4 separate regions of the Mus musculus genome follow, and all the other regions are linked to region 2. The links are chromatin contacts, called in public HiCAR-type and Micro-C maps. All regions are on one chromosome and are shown on one strand. The core of a region is the stretch at or near the end of the contact, and the rest is flanking DNA. Distances in the headings are between cores, read along the strand shown.

Region 1 (3,175 bases), core at 63-2,562, 600 kb before region 2:
AACAGGCGAGCCTGCCGGCTTTTAAAGGCACAGGCGAGGCAGGGGCGGGCCGGCGCGGCGGCTCAGAGCGCCTGCGCAGCGCGCCTCCACTGTCTCTGCCTGTAGCAAAGGATGTTCGGTCCCTCGCCGCTGGATGTCATCGTTGAGCCGAATTTGAGGAACTTGGAGCCTGGGTTGCTGCCCTGACAGGACTGGCTTCTGAAGACTTCCAGGACAGAAGAGAATCCTCCCACCTAAAAAGTCTAGGGCTCCAGAAAAAGACTTTTGCAAAATTAATTCAGGTTCTGTGTTCTTGGTAGCCTTTTCACTGTGCAGAAATAATACATAATAATAAAAATAATTATGTATTACATAGTAATAAATAATTCATGGCGCAGAAACATACTTACATGGACTAAAGGCTTTTCAATGGTGCTCGGTGATTTGGAATAAAGCTAGCTGATAGTGTTATTGAACACCTTACTGTCACTCAATAACTATACTAGATACTCAAAATAGAAGTATAAACGTACGCTCCACGTCTCAGAAACTCTTACTTTCCACTGGCATTGGTGGCTATGACCTGCCCTACTCCACCAATAAGAGTTCAGAAATTATAGGCAAAGTGTGGGGAACACTTTCTTTGAAGGTGAAACTTTGCAGTCCTGGTGAGACACTAGAGTGTCAATTGCTTTCAGGGGTTGTCTAATGTGTTTACGCTGCATTTCACAAGGCCGACAGTCCAGGGCTAGTTTAAAGTGGGGCCAGATCCTACGGCTCCGTGTGGCCAGTTATTTTCTCTGTAGTTTCCCTTAGTCTCACGATAGTTTCCCTGTGGTGTTGCAAAGCCACACGTTACTGTACAGGAGCATCAGCGGTGCTCGTACAGCTTGTACAACTCTTACACATCCGTGTCTTATTCAACTGCTCCTGCGCTCCGACGTCAGGCACAGGTCGGGCTCTGCTTTACTGATACGAAAGAACCACAAATTATGAGCCGAGAAAAGCTATTAGTTAATTCAAAGCTCTTGCTCTAATGTGCTTTTTAGCTGCATGGTTAATGGAGAACCAAATTTGTTTTATCCTCAGAGTGGGGGGAAAAAAAAGTAAAAAGGAAGGGCATAACTACCTGAAAGTTAGGCATGGTGGAAGAGAAAGTTTAGTGCAGATAAGTGAAAGAGCATAGCCAAGAGCAGGCACATTTGGGAGAGGAGGGGAGAAGAGGAGAGAAGAGAAACTCCTTGTTCTCCGAAATGTGTTCAGGCAGCAGTTGACTGGAAACGCCGAGATGTATCTTGCCCCTACGGGCTACCGTAGCATGAAGGCGGAGCCCAGTGTCCTGCGCATGCGCATAGGGGTGCACAGGTTGGCTTCGCGCTCCCGGGAGGAAGCTGGAGAACAGGTTATGTGGGGGCCGGCGGGGTTATTTGCCAGGGACACCGCGCGCGAGCCGGAAGTGGAGGCTGCGCCAGCTGGGCCCGCCGCGCCGCAGGAGCTCCGGGCTAGACAGTGGCGACGGCGGCCCCTCGGCGGGAGGAAGACGATGAGGAGCGGCGGGGGCGGCGCGGGGCCTCGCTGCAGCGCGGAGCCGGGTTCCGAGCCCGCGGCCGACTGCGCAGCCCGCCCGCGAGCCTGAGTAAGTGCGGCGGGGACGCGGGCGGCCTCCCCGACCTCCTCACCCCGCAGCTCGGATTCGGGAGCCCGTATCTACTCCCAGAACAGTCGGCCAGCAAACCCCGGGCTTGGGTCGGAGGGACTGGGCGCGTTTGTCTGTAACAGGTGCAGACCTGCTAACCTCGCAGCTGCGGGCGACGGGGCCATAAAATCCAGAGAGTTGTCGCACACTTGAAGTCACTGGGCCTCTTTTTTTTTTTAGCCATTGGTGTGAAGCGAGAATGCATCAGGGAGTGTGCTTGGCTGAGCTGGCAACCTAAAGTAAACCTTTAGTTGTGCACTTGTCTACCAGGCAGCAGGAACCAAGTGACACACTGGCTTTAAGTTTGAACGTTGGGTTTTGTTTTGTTTTTTGTCGATCTGCTCTGTCTTTTGGCATGAATTAGTCCTTATGTGTGTGTGTGCTTAGACATGTTCTTCTCTAAAGCACTGTTTTATCTCACTGAGAATTAATGATTGGCAGTGCAGAGTTATGTCACAGCTGTGCTACCAAAGACTTGACTCAGTTGAGCTGGGATTGAGTTGGACTTGCTCTGTACCTTCGGCCTTGCTACGCGTTGAAAGCGTCCGATGGAGTAACATAAGGTCACTGCCATCACGGAACTCCCAGCCTATATAAGCAGGCTCATCACCCCCTTAGTAAATAGTGCCACATGAGTCGGCCCAGGCTACAGGATGGAACTGGTGACACTGGGAACGAGGTCCGAGGAAAGCTTGCTGGAGGACCTGTAGTCTGAGCTGGGTCTCCACAGAAAAATAAAGCTTCACTCTAATAACTTGAGTCACTGCCGTGATTTAACTGGGATTCGCAGTGCTTACTGAGACTTGCTTTGCTGCGATAGATAAGAAAATGCTTGAATTTTGACTCAGAGGTGGCAGCATTTTATCACCACATCCTGGAAATAGGTATTAGAAAGACCGGGCAAGCAGAAGGCTAGCTGACTTGTACATGTACAGCCACAGGTAGCACTTGGCCTGCTGCCTTTCGCCGGAACGTTGGATGCTCTCCCAGACAGTTCAGAAACTCAGGCACTGGGCTGTCAAGTCTTTGTTTCTCTAGTTCGTTCATCCTCCCAAGATTCCAGTTTCTTATAATTGTTGATCTGCCTCAGGAAAACCCGAGGCCCCTAAAACACCCCACTTTAGATCTAGGGCAAGCCCCAGTTCTTGTAATTAGAATGTTTGGTGAGTGGCAGGCTTCCTAATACCTTATTATATATAGTATGTGCCACTTAGTCTTACAAGTCTTAGATCGTAAAGTAATGTGTATTCCTAACATCAGCTTGCTAGAGGTGCAGTGTTTTCCACAGCAAGAGCAACCTACATTCAGAGTGAGCCTAGGAGCTCAAGGCCTCCTATGAAGTCTGCTTAATAAAAGACAATAAATGCCAACTTATGGTAACTTCTAAAACATGGCCTGTTTGCAGTAGCCTATCACTCTACAGTCTTACATGAGTGTTTACGTTTTCCGGCTTGAGTTTCTTTTTGATGTTTACCATTTTCTTACTTACAGATCTTTATG
Region 2 (2,973 bases), core at 464-2,963:
AGGCATCTAGAGCCCTCCCGTAGCCTCTACAGCACAGATGCACACAGACACAAAGCTAAATAACAAAATAGATCTCTGCAAAACAAAGGGAAACCTCAAGGCAGCAGAACAGATGAGGGGCATGGCAGGCCTCCAAGCATGGCCTGTGAACCTGCTCCCTCCCCCAGGTCATATCAACCAGCCAGCATTGCAACTGAAAAGTTGTAGCATATCTATAGCCCCACTTCGAGTTTTCACAAAATACATTCTAATCTGAAAAAGAAAGAAAGGAAGGAAGGAAGGAAGGAAGGAAGGAAGGAAGGAGAGAAAAGAAAAAAAGAAAAGAAAAGAAAAGAAAAGAAAAGAAAAGAAAAGAAAAGAAAAGAAAAGGAAAGAAAAGCTGCTTTGAAGCATTTATGATCACTTCTGTAATATCAGGAATCTTAATGACATGAGCCTCGGCTGTTCCCACCCAGATGCAGGAGTTCCCAACATACACTTAATGGAATTTTCCCAAGCCTGTGAGGGAAATGGGTTTATACGCTTGTGTGACATGCTCCCCTGAGATAGAGCAGGGCGATCTCTGAGACTGTGAAAGGGTTATGGTAAGATAGGGAAGGGAGAGATTTAATGCCCCTGCCGTGTGCTGGAGCAGCTTACATGATTATTAAGGCTTACAGGGTTTCATCCTCAGGAGAGAAAATCCACTTTCTACTGAGGGATCCCCGGGGTTACCATTCATAGTGAATCACAGCTCAGGCTCCCAATCGTCTTCTCTTGAATCTTTATTTTGAAAGACATTTTTATATCTAAAGTCATCTAGTGTGTGGCTAAGTCTCCCTTCTGGCAGGCATCAGTGGTAGCTCCCATTAATACCTGGATGGCTGTGAAGCTTGGAGATTGGCGCGCACGTTTTGCAGAGTGGGCTCACAGGGTTTCTTTTGCTTTTTAGCATGGTGACTTGGAGAGCACTAAACTGTCAGTGAATTTCCCGTTGCAGGTATTTTGAACACAAATGTGTTATGCAATAGTAAGGGAGAAATTGTGTACAGAAGTAAGGTCGGTTCTCTGGTATATAATTCTATCCCAGGACTATTCTGGAGACCTCCTTGTAGGATTTCATGAATAACAGTGTACATTAAAATAGTTCACTTTCTGTTTATCTTTGAGACAGAGTCTCAATTTGTAGCCTAAGCTGACCTCCAACTTATGGCAACCCTCCTGCCTTAGCTTCCAGAGTGGTGGGATTTAACAGGCACAAGTCAACATTCCAGGCTTTAGATTTTTCTTGTGAGCTAAATAATCATGGACATTCTAATAATACAGAACACAGAGTTGGGGGTGGGGAGAGGCACATAGACCTGACTGAAAAGATTAGCCATGTTGGACTAACAGCAGTGGGGGGCTTCAGGCACCATTTTTAACAGCCTGCTGCTCCCACACTCTATTCTGAGTTAACTACTACGAATATGCCCATAATACAGGTGGGGAAACAGAGGCTCAGAGAAAAGATAAGCTTGCCTAGTGTTCCTCTACAAAGCCTGACAGAGCAGTGGGTCTGTCCAGTACAGCTCTTTCCACAATTCTTTCCTTGATGCTGCCTGAGAAAAGACCAGGGGTAGAGGGGTTAAATACATATTTTATTGCTTCCGTGTGACAGTAACAGTCACAGAGCTTGGGTGAGAAAACTCAAGACTGTTGAATATGTACTTTTCGGGTTACAGGTAAACAGTCCTATAAATTCCAGAGACAGAATTAGACCAGTTAAGCCATTGAGGTGAAATATGACCAGATAGTTATTTGCCTTTGCCCTGTAAGAGCTAAAGTTTCAGCTAACTGCCACAGGGTTTTCTTCTGATGATCTGAGAATCACCATGCTAATTATTTCTCGTTGCTTCCTTTGAAAATGTGAGGCCCTTTTCAAATGGCAAAGGAGGCTTGGCCAGGACACCAGGAGGCGCTATTGCTCTGAGTGGTAGTTCCCGGCATGTTTGTCTTTATGGACTCTTAACTGAAAGTCACTGAACAGGATCCCAGGAAGATGGGGTATCCACGGAATACAGCGTGTGGTAGAAGTCTGAGGAGAAAAGTAGAAGGGAGCCAGACAGAGCTAAGATGAGTTTGATTCACAAGTTATTCCCTTAAAACACAACGAAAGCACAACACTCATTTCATTATTCCCTGACCCCGTGAATCCAGAGCGTTCCAGATGTAAACAAGTACTTGGAAATGATTACAGCAGAAGACTACTATAACATGTCTTCCATACAGTAGCTGGGTTGACTACTGTATGGAAGCTCTACCTTCTGTAGAGGCCAAGAGGCACATAGAGGCTTAAATATAGACGGAGGCATAGATATACAGATATTTCCTAGATCCAGAGCCTGGTAGCACTTTCATTTAAGGCTTGCTTAATCCAAGTAGAAATCATCATAAGTTTCTGATATTCTACTCGATTATATAAACATTTCAGATAAAGAATATTTTGAGTTTGGAAGTCTGTATTTTATAAATTAAATCTTACAGAACCGTGTTTTTATTTTCGAATACTGTTTGTTTTAGAAGGGCTTTAAAGTTGGCCTGTGGAAGGTTTTGAGTGTACTGGAGGGAATAGGTTACACAAGTAAGTACCTTGTGGTCTGGGATGCTTTGTCTTTCTTTTCTCACACCACTCCCCATCACTGGGTGAACTGGAAGTGCACGCTGGGGCTCAACCTTTGTTAATATTTATAAATACCTCATGTTTACGTTCTTCAACAGGAAAGGTATATTCTTAAGTGTCTTTACCTCAGACAGTCACTGCACCCAGTCTAGGCCCATAGGGTGCCCACTACCCACAACAAGGCTGATTCTGGAAGCTAGGGTTCACTATTCATTGTATAACCACAGCAGTTTGCATGCCACAAAACAAAACAAAACTAAACTAAACTAAAAACAAAAAACAAACTCCCAACAAGATTCCCCATTCCATCTTGTCTTACGCAGGAAAATAAA
Region 3 (3,342 bases), core at 743-3,242, 740 kb after region 2:
TTTGACTTTCCAAGTAAGATCAGGAGTTCATGTGGCTGACTCAACGGTTTAAAGTCCTGAGGGTCTGGACGTGAGATCTCACAGTTAGCTTTGCTAACACGATCGTTCAGAAAAACCTAAGTCCAAACAGTGGCTCATGCTTTTCCATCACAGTGATCCCCTTAGAAGGCCTAGGTCTTTTGGTAAATATTTTCCACCCTGGGGAATGAACCCAGGGCTATGTTCATGCTGGGTAAGCACTTTGCCCGTCAGCCTCTTTTTACTTTATTATTATTATTATTATTATTATTATTATTATTATTATTATTATTATAGCGAGAGTCTCCCTATGTTGCCTGGGCTAGCCTTGAACTCATTCTGTTGCCCAGGCTAGCCTTGAACTTGAGATCCCCCTGCTTCGGGTGTCCAAGAAGCAAGAACTACAAGACCTGCACCGCCAGCAGGTCCAGCCTATCAAGCCTGCTCTTTTGAGAAACTACCCTCAGCAAGAGAATGGGTAGTTAAAAGGCTACCTGCGGTGAAGGTGAAGACTGGAGAGGAGGGAACTCTCTGAAGTTGGTTGCTGATGTAATTAATCATCCTTCTTCAGAAAGGGAGGCAAAACCCAATTAAGAAAACCCCTAGTAACGTTACCAGTTTATTCTAGTATGTAACAGTTAATAATTTATAGCATAGTTGATCAGTATCGCTCCTGCAGGAAAGAGGTGAAATTCTTAAAAGGAAAGGAAAATGCACAATTAAGCAACGGTTTCTTTTAAAACTTGGAAGCTTCGGTGAGAAGCAAACGTCGTTTTTTAGGCATTTGAGGGGAAGGCAAACTGTGGAGAGGCCACACCTTGTGGCCTTTGGGCCTGCATGGCTGTCACAGCAGCAGCAGCAGCTGAAGTGTATTCTCTAGGGGCGAAGGCAGAAAGTCTGGCCGGGTTCCTCCAGAGCTGGAAGTCTGGCTCTTGCAAACATCTCCCAGCGCCCTCCTGGCCAAGCACAGCACCAGAGGAAACAAAAACTTAAAAAAAACAATTTGCGCAGGGAACAATGCGACGGAGTTTCGCTTTGGTTTCACACTCAAGTCTAAATGTGGTTATAATTTTCAGGCACGCACTCATAAAAGGCAAGAGTCGAGGCAGAGACTTTTAGGATGCGGAGAAGAGCCCCGCGTCTGTTCTCAAGCGTGCCGTAGGCTACACAAAAGTCGTGGGAAAGCAAAAATACAGATGTTTCCAGGCAAACGGCCCAAAGCTGTTCAGCCTCAACCATCACGGTCTCCAAACAACCAGAAACACACCCAAAGCGGTTCCCCCTGCACATGAGTGTAGGACTCTGAGTGGCGTGGGGTGTGCCTGGCCACCCTTCCAGCCCCGACCCACTCGCGCGCCCCGCCGCTGAGAGCCTTGGCGATGAGGGTTCAAATCTCACTGGCTCCTCGGTACCCTCACCCCGCCGTGGTACACGCTAAGCTTCAGTCCCTTCCTAACTCTCCCGCACCCAGTGTATAACAAAGGAGGTTCCGTAATGGATGTGCGATCGCTGCCCACAGGGACTAGGAGAGGGAGACCCGGGGGAAGAATGCACCTGGCCGTGCCACCCGCGGTACCCTCGAGGGCCAGGCGGCTTGACTGCGCCAGGCGCTGGACAAAGAGGCCTCGCGGGGCGTCAGGGGTGCAGGGAGGGAGGCTGGGGAGCGCAGCCCGCAGGGAACTCACCTTCGCAGCTGCTCGGCTGCGCTCCTCGTGGAGCAGAAGGGCGGCGAAGAGCAGCAGAAGCCAGACGCTGAGCCGGGGCCCCATGGTGGCGCGCCCGGGGCGGCAGGGGACCAGCAGAGACGGCGGGGAAATGCAGCCCAGTTCCCGTGGGCCACGGCGAGGTGCTCAGTCTCGGAGGGCCCGGGCGTGAGCCCTGCTCACCGTCCCGGGTGCGGTGACTCTGCGCAGAGACCTGAGCGCGCCGCCCGAGGAGCTCCCCAATTTGTTGGCGCTGCCCCCTCCCCTCGGCAGTGCGCGGGCGGCGTCTCCAAGGGGAGGACCCTGCGGCGCGGGTAAGAGGCGGAGGCTGCGCGCCGCTCGGGACTTGGTGTCGCAGGGAGTCCGAACGCCGGGGCTCTGCGCTCCGCACCCAGCTCCTCCCGCGCCCCGATTCCACGAGCCCCTTGGCTCGCCAATCCCGGGCAAGCACCAGCAAGGCACGCCGGGGCCGAGAGTCCGGCGCCCACGGAGCAGAGCCAGGCCGGCCTGGCCGCCGGTGTGCCACGGGCCAACGCTTCTTCAGGGGCCCATGCGCGCGGGCAGCAGCTCCTGACCCTGAGGTGAGAGCGACCCCCGGGAGGCACAGAGAGCCAGGCCCCAAGTCGCGGACCTGTAGCGCCGGAGTAGGCTGAGGCTGCGCGCTCCGTTGGATCGGAGCTGGGGGAATAGGGATCGCGCTGCATGGGCTGAGGAGCTCCAGGCAGGGCCTACGGAGAAGAATCTCCCTTTTTCTGTCTCCTGATGGGACAGAACTTTGGTCACCCCGCAAGGAAACGAGGGACATTATGCGGAGTCAGGGTGCTAAGATGACGATGCTCTCTCTGCCTGCCACCTTTGCTAACCCGCTTTGTCTCTTGCCTCCAGGTTAGGAAGGGATCGAGCCGAGTCTAGAGCTCAAAGACTGGGATCATGGACCGAGTGCGGTTCAAAGCGTCTGGCCCTCCCCTGCGAGGGTAAGTCGCCTTCTGCCTGGTCTCCTAGGTGAAGGGGACCTTGCATGCATATTTCAGGAGTTGACAAGTTGGGGCCCGCATGTTTTGGTCGCTTTCTTACCCTCCCTCCCTCTCCTGTGCAGGTGGCTGCTGCTAGCAACTGTGACAGTGGGACTCCTGGCTCAGAGCGTCTTGGGGGTAAGTACCGCTTGAACTCCACGGCGCTTGGAGTTCCGCGCCCGTGACGGGTTGGGACGCTCGCGGAGCCTCGTGGAAGACAGGCTCGTCGAGCCCACCTGAGTGTGCGTGTGCATTGTAGGTGTGTGCTACTGTGTCTGCCAGCCGCTCGTCCCGTGCAGTGCAGGAGTCGGCCCTCTCTAGGGAGCTAATAATTAAAACGTAGCCTCAGGCACCTTTTGCTGCCAAGCTTTGGCCTTAGCAGCAAGGGAAGAATGTCTATCACTAGGCCACGAGGCGCACGGACAGAGGGGGCTGGGAGCAAAGAGTTTCCAGAAACTCAGAGGTGGTGTCCAGGCACTGTGGTGGGCAGAGAGCATCTTGCTTAAATATGAGTCTCTGGGGAGGGGCGGGGCAAGGAGGAGACAGCCTCCTGCTTTAAGGTTGTTCGGGGACAAAGGGATAGAAACCGCGGTCTCTTCCAAACCTTG
Region 4 (3,375 bases), core at 523-3,022, 850 kb after region 2:
ATGAATTACGTAGAAGAAAACAACCCAGGGGAGAGACAGAGGTCGAATCTACACGGCTCAACTGTGCCTTCATAAAGGCCTTACTAACTCCCAAGAAAGACATCTCTCTTTGTCCTTGGTGCAGGTTTTAAATGGCAATTTTGTCCTTGGTGACAGGTCTCTAGTTTTAAGTGTTCATAGAGTCCAGGTGATAATCCTTCTATTTACGGTCTGCTTTTCTCTCTGTCTGTCAGGAGGGCTTGACAGTTTAGGCTAGAGCCCAACCCAAACCTAAGCATCTCCTGGAGGGGTTCCACGGGCACATAGGCAGTGCCTGTGCGGAAAGGCTTTCCTCGGCTCCATAGTACCTGTCCACTATTCCTATCTCTGGATACTTTGTAGGACTTCTCAGTGGCCCCCTCTCCCTCTCCCTCTCCCTCTCCCTCTCCTTCTCCCTCTCCTTCTCCCTCTCTAACTGCTTCTCTCTCTCCCTCCCTCCCCCACCTCTCTCTCTTTGTCTCTCTCTGCCTGTCTCTGTCTCTCTGTCTCTCTCCTCTCCTCTCTTCCCCTCTCCTCTCCTCTCCTCCCCTCCCCTCCCCTTCCCTTCCCTCCCCTCTCCTTTCCTCTCCTCTCCTCCCCTCCTTTCTCCTCTCCTCTCTTCCCCTCTTCTCTCCTCTCCTCTCCAGTGGGAACGCAGCCCTGTGAAAACATCACCATTCCTCCTCTGTACTCTGAGCTACAGCCATGAAACTTCTCACTAGAATCAGCAGCACTGGGTCTCAAGAATGCCCAGAGCGGAGCTGCAGATCTCCACGCTGTCACTCTCCTCTTTGACCCACACATTCCCTGGTACCACTATTCCTCCATAGCGTCTGTACTTGAGCCAGGAGTCTCTGGGCACCTCACTCTCCACACTGGACTCACAGTGTGTGGTGCAGTCTCTCTCCTTAAAACACTTCAGGACTCCCGTTGCCCTTAGGAATAAAAGCCCAAGAGGGTCTTCTCCCCTCCTCCATGACAACACTCCTCCGTGTACCCTTTACACACTCCCTGGTCATGGCTCCATACTGTTAAGGGGCCATTTGGTCCCTCCGTTCCATTTCTGGAGAGCCCTTCAGCTCCCCGCCTGGCCAGCTCCCTCTGTCAGCCACAGTCCATGCCACTTCCTCAGAAGACCCCCCTGGACACCACCCATTCTAAATCAGCTGCTCCCAGCTTCCCTCTCACGGTGCTAGCTAGAATCTGAAACTTCACATTTGTTTGCTGAGCGTGTTAGCTGTGTCCCTGCATCTCAGCTGTCAGCTCGAGGCAGGCCAGCTTCCCAGTGCCAACACAGCTCCTGGCCTGCTGCCTGGCGTGGCTCAGGAGCTGGCTTGTGGTGGATGAATGAGTGAGTGAGAGACTGTGTTAGATGTGAGGCCAGATCAGATTACACAGAACAATGCCCGCTGGTCTCTTCTACAAATCTCTGCTTCCCTAGGCGCTCCCAAACCATCCCATGCCTTTGAAGTCACTGCCTCCTTATCCTTTCCTGTGTAGCCACAAGCACCTACCTTGTCCTGGGGTATTCGATGGAGCTATGACCACTACTAGATTTAGCAGCAATAAGGCTTGGTGGCTCATACCTGTCATCCTGACACCTGGGAGGCTGAGACCAGAGAGTCACCATAAGTTTGGGGCCAGCCTGGGCTACAGAGTAAGACAATGAGAAGCAAAGGAGTCCAGAGGTACTCAGCTACCCTGCAGCACAGCCAATCTCGCCTGGATACGCAGCCTTGGATCCACCACCAGATGGCAGTCTTCCCAAAGGCCTCTAAGAATTGTGAGGTCTTAGTGGAGTCTCATCTGGTCAATTGATATACATATGTGCAATTATTGGGGCACTGTAGTGACTAATAACTCTGACCTTTAGTGAAAAAAAAAGTGAACCTAGAAGAGGAATATTGGGGCCAAGGTCATTTAGTGAGGTCAACCATGCCCAGTACCAATTAGGAGAATTCCAGTTAGTTTCCAGGACCCCCATGTTTGCAGGTTTACATGTGTGTTCATGTGTGCAGGAGAAAGGAGAAATGGGGAGGTCTGAGAAGAGATGGGCATGCACTCCAGAAAGGGGACAGAGGGAGAGCTGAGTTTATCTTAATCCCACACCAACCCCCCCACCCCCCCACACACACACCTTGGGGGACATTCTCTGAGGCTGAGCAGAGATGCGCGGCCATCAGCAACATGGCTGAAAAGTCAAATTCTTCGTTTGGACTGAACGTTCCTCAAAAGCAAAGACATTGGTCTCGATACATTGGTAGAAAAGCTAAATTTGCAGGCTCTGGTCTCTGTTCCATCCTGAGGGACCATGGCCACATGGCTGTCCAAGCTTCTGTCTTGGAGGTGCTGGTGTGGGTCTGGAGATGCAAGGAGCTGGGGTAGACTTGGCTGAGAGGCTGCACTGGACCTGACTGATCTGGCCGACTCTCACAAATGCTTTTGTCCTGTGTGTTTTTCCGTAGGCTTCCTGTTTGGCCTGAAAGGATCAGAAGGGAGAGTGGGCTACCCGGGACCTTCAGGTTTCCCAGGAACACGAGGGCAGAAAGGATGGAAAGGTGAGGACTGCAGGGTGGGAAGGTCAGGATGGTGACCCCAACCTAGCCCCCATGTCACCTCCTCTTGCAAGTTGACCCCGCCCCCACCCTTCATTCACTTCTCTGAGGGTAAAGGATGGGCAGTCTGATCTGAAATCTGAAATGCTACAGAATCTGAAACTCTCTGAGAACCAATATGCCAATATGGCACAGCAAGTGGGGAATCCCACAGCTGGCATCACTCGCTGGGCCGCAGCCAAAGTGGCCACACCAAAACTTGTGGGTAAAGTTAACTTCGGGCTGTGTACAAGTCCTATGAAACACCTTATGTCTGGATGAGGACTACCCGTGACCTCAGCACGTATATGCAGCATAAAAGGCACTCTAAAGCCAGGCGTGGCAGCGCACGCCTTTAATCACAGCACTCAGTGTCTTCTCCCACCAGCCCCTCCACCTGTCCTCTACCCCTGCTAGTCCAAGCCCAGCTTAACGCATGCAACCCTGTCCTAATCACGACAGGTGAAGCTGGAGACTGCCAATGTGGCCAGGTCATCGGGGGTCTTCCGGGACTGCCAGGACCCAAAGGTTTTCCCGGTGTCAATGGGGAGCTCGGAAAGAAAGGCGACCAAGGAGACCCAGGCCTGCACGGTATCCCTGGGTTCCCAGGATTCAAGGTGAGAGAAGAGCGCCCCCTGCTGGCTAGGGTTACCTTGCAGCTGCCAGGTGCCGGTGCCTGAGGCGAGCCAAACATCGTTCACACACACTATCGGCTTTTTTTTTTTCCTAAGATGTGCTTTTGAAAACTTTAACCTGTTGGACT

What was found. A called contact is a pair of places that touch in the nucleus more often than the background predicts. HiCAR-type assays count read pairs that join an accessible place to other places.
Region 1: a Micro-C map of the HL-1 cell line shows a contact between it and region 2, with 2.6 times the contacts expected there. The contact joins the promoter of Abhd13 here to the enhancer-like site in region 2. A contact is called at or near these places in 8 of 39 promoter capture datasets (the 3T3-L1 cell line, 3T3-L1-derived adipocytes, the C10 cell line and 4 more), 2 of 484 Hi-C or Micro-C datasets (the G1E-ER4 cell line and the HL-1 cell line) and 1 of 115 datasets of contacts at active chromatin or transcription factors (pancreatic cancer cells).
Region 3: a contact with region 2 is called in a HiCAR-type map of astrocytes, with 3 times the contacts expected there. The contact joins the promoter of Col4a2 here to the enhancer-like site in region 2. A contact is called at or near these places in 7 of 39 promoter capture datasets (embryonic stem cells, hematopoietic stem and progenitor cells, liver and 1 more), 3 of 115 datasets of contacts at active chromatin or transcription factors (astrocytes, embryonic hindbrain and embryonic stem cells) and 2 of 9 other capture datasets (embryonic stem cells and liver).
Region 4: a contact with region 2 is called in a HiCAR-type map of astrocytes, with 2.7 times the contacts expected there. The contact joins two enhancer-like sites. A contact is called at or near these places in 1 of 39 promoter capture datasets (stem cell-derived epiblast-like cells), 2 of 484 Hi-C or Micro-C datasets (differentiating embryonic stem cells and embryonic stem cells), 1 of 115 datasets of contacts at active chromatin or transcription factors (astrocytes) and 1 of 9 other capture datasets (embryonic stem cells).

The regions. Positions count from the first base shown.
Region 1 is chr8:9,976,405-9,979,579 of GRCm38.p6, forward strand. Abhd13 (abhydrolase domain containing 13) reads left to right here and starts at 1,313. Exons shown (of 2, transcript NM_001081119.1): 1 at 1,313-1,615. It also overlaps a transcript of Lig4 not described here.
Region 2 is chr8:10,572,353-10,575,325 of GRCm38.p6, forward strand. All of the region lies in intron 32 of Myo16 (myosin XVI), which reads left to right. Among named protein-coding and RNA genes, the nearest start is that of Gm32330, 100 kb to the right of the region's middle. Within about 2 kb of position 1,714, at least 14 of the 459 cell types and tissues checked have an H3K27ac peak or open chromatin away from gene starts, as enhancers often do. A contact at or near this core is called in the HL-1 cell line, astrocytes and pancreatic cancer cells, where this site is marked.
Region 3 is chr8:11,310,813-11,314,154 of GRCm38.p6, forward strand. It overlaps Col4a2 (collagen, type IV, alpha 2), which reads left to right and starts at 1,993. Exons shown (of 48, transcript NM_009932.4): 1 at 1,993-2,302; 2 at 2,607-2,695; 3 at 2,818-2,872. The coding sequence starts at 2,652. Col4a1 (collagen, type IV, alpha 1) reads right to left here and starts at 2,014. Exons shown (of 52, transcript NM_009931.2): 1 at 1,704-2,014. The coding sequence starts at 1,787.
Region 4 is chr8:11,418,094-11,421,468 of GRCm38.p6, forward strand. Col4a2 (collagen, type IV, alpha 2) reads left to right here. Exons shown (of 48, transcript NM_009932.4): 21 at 2,484-2,576; 22 at 3,075-3,229. Among named protein-coding and RNA genes, the nearest start is that of E230013L22Rik, 58 kb to the right of the region's middle. Within about 2 kb of position 1,773, at least 83 of the 459 cell types and tissues checked have an H3K27ac peak or open chromatin away from gene starts, as enhancers often do. A contact at or near this core is called in astrocytes, where this site is marked.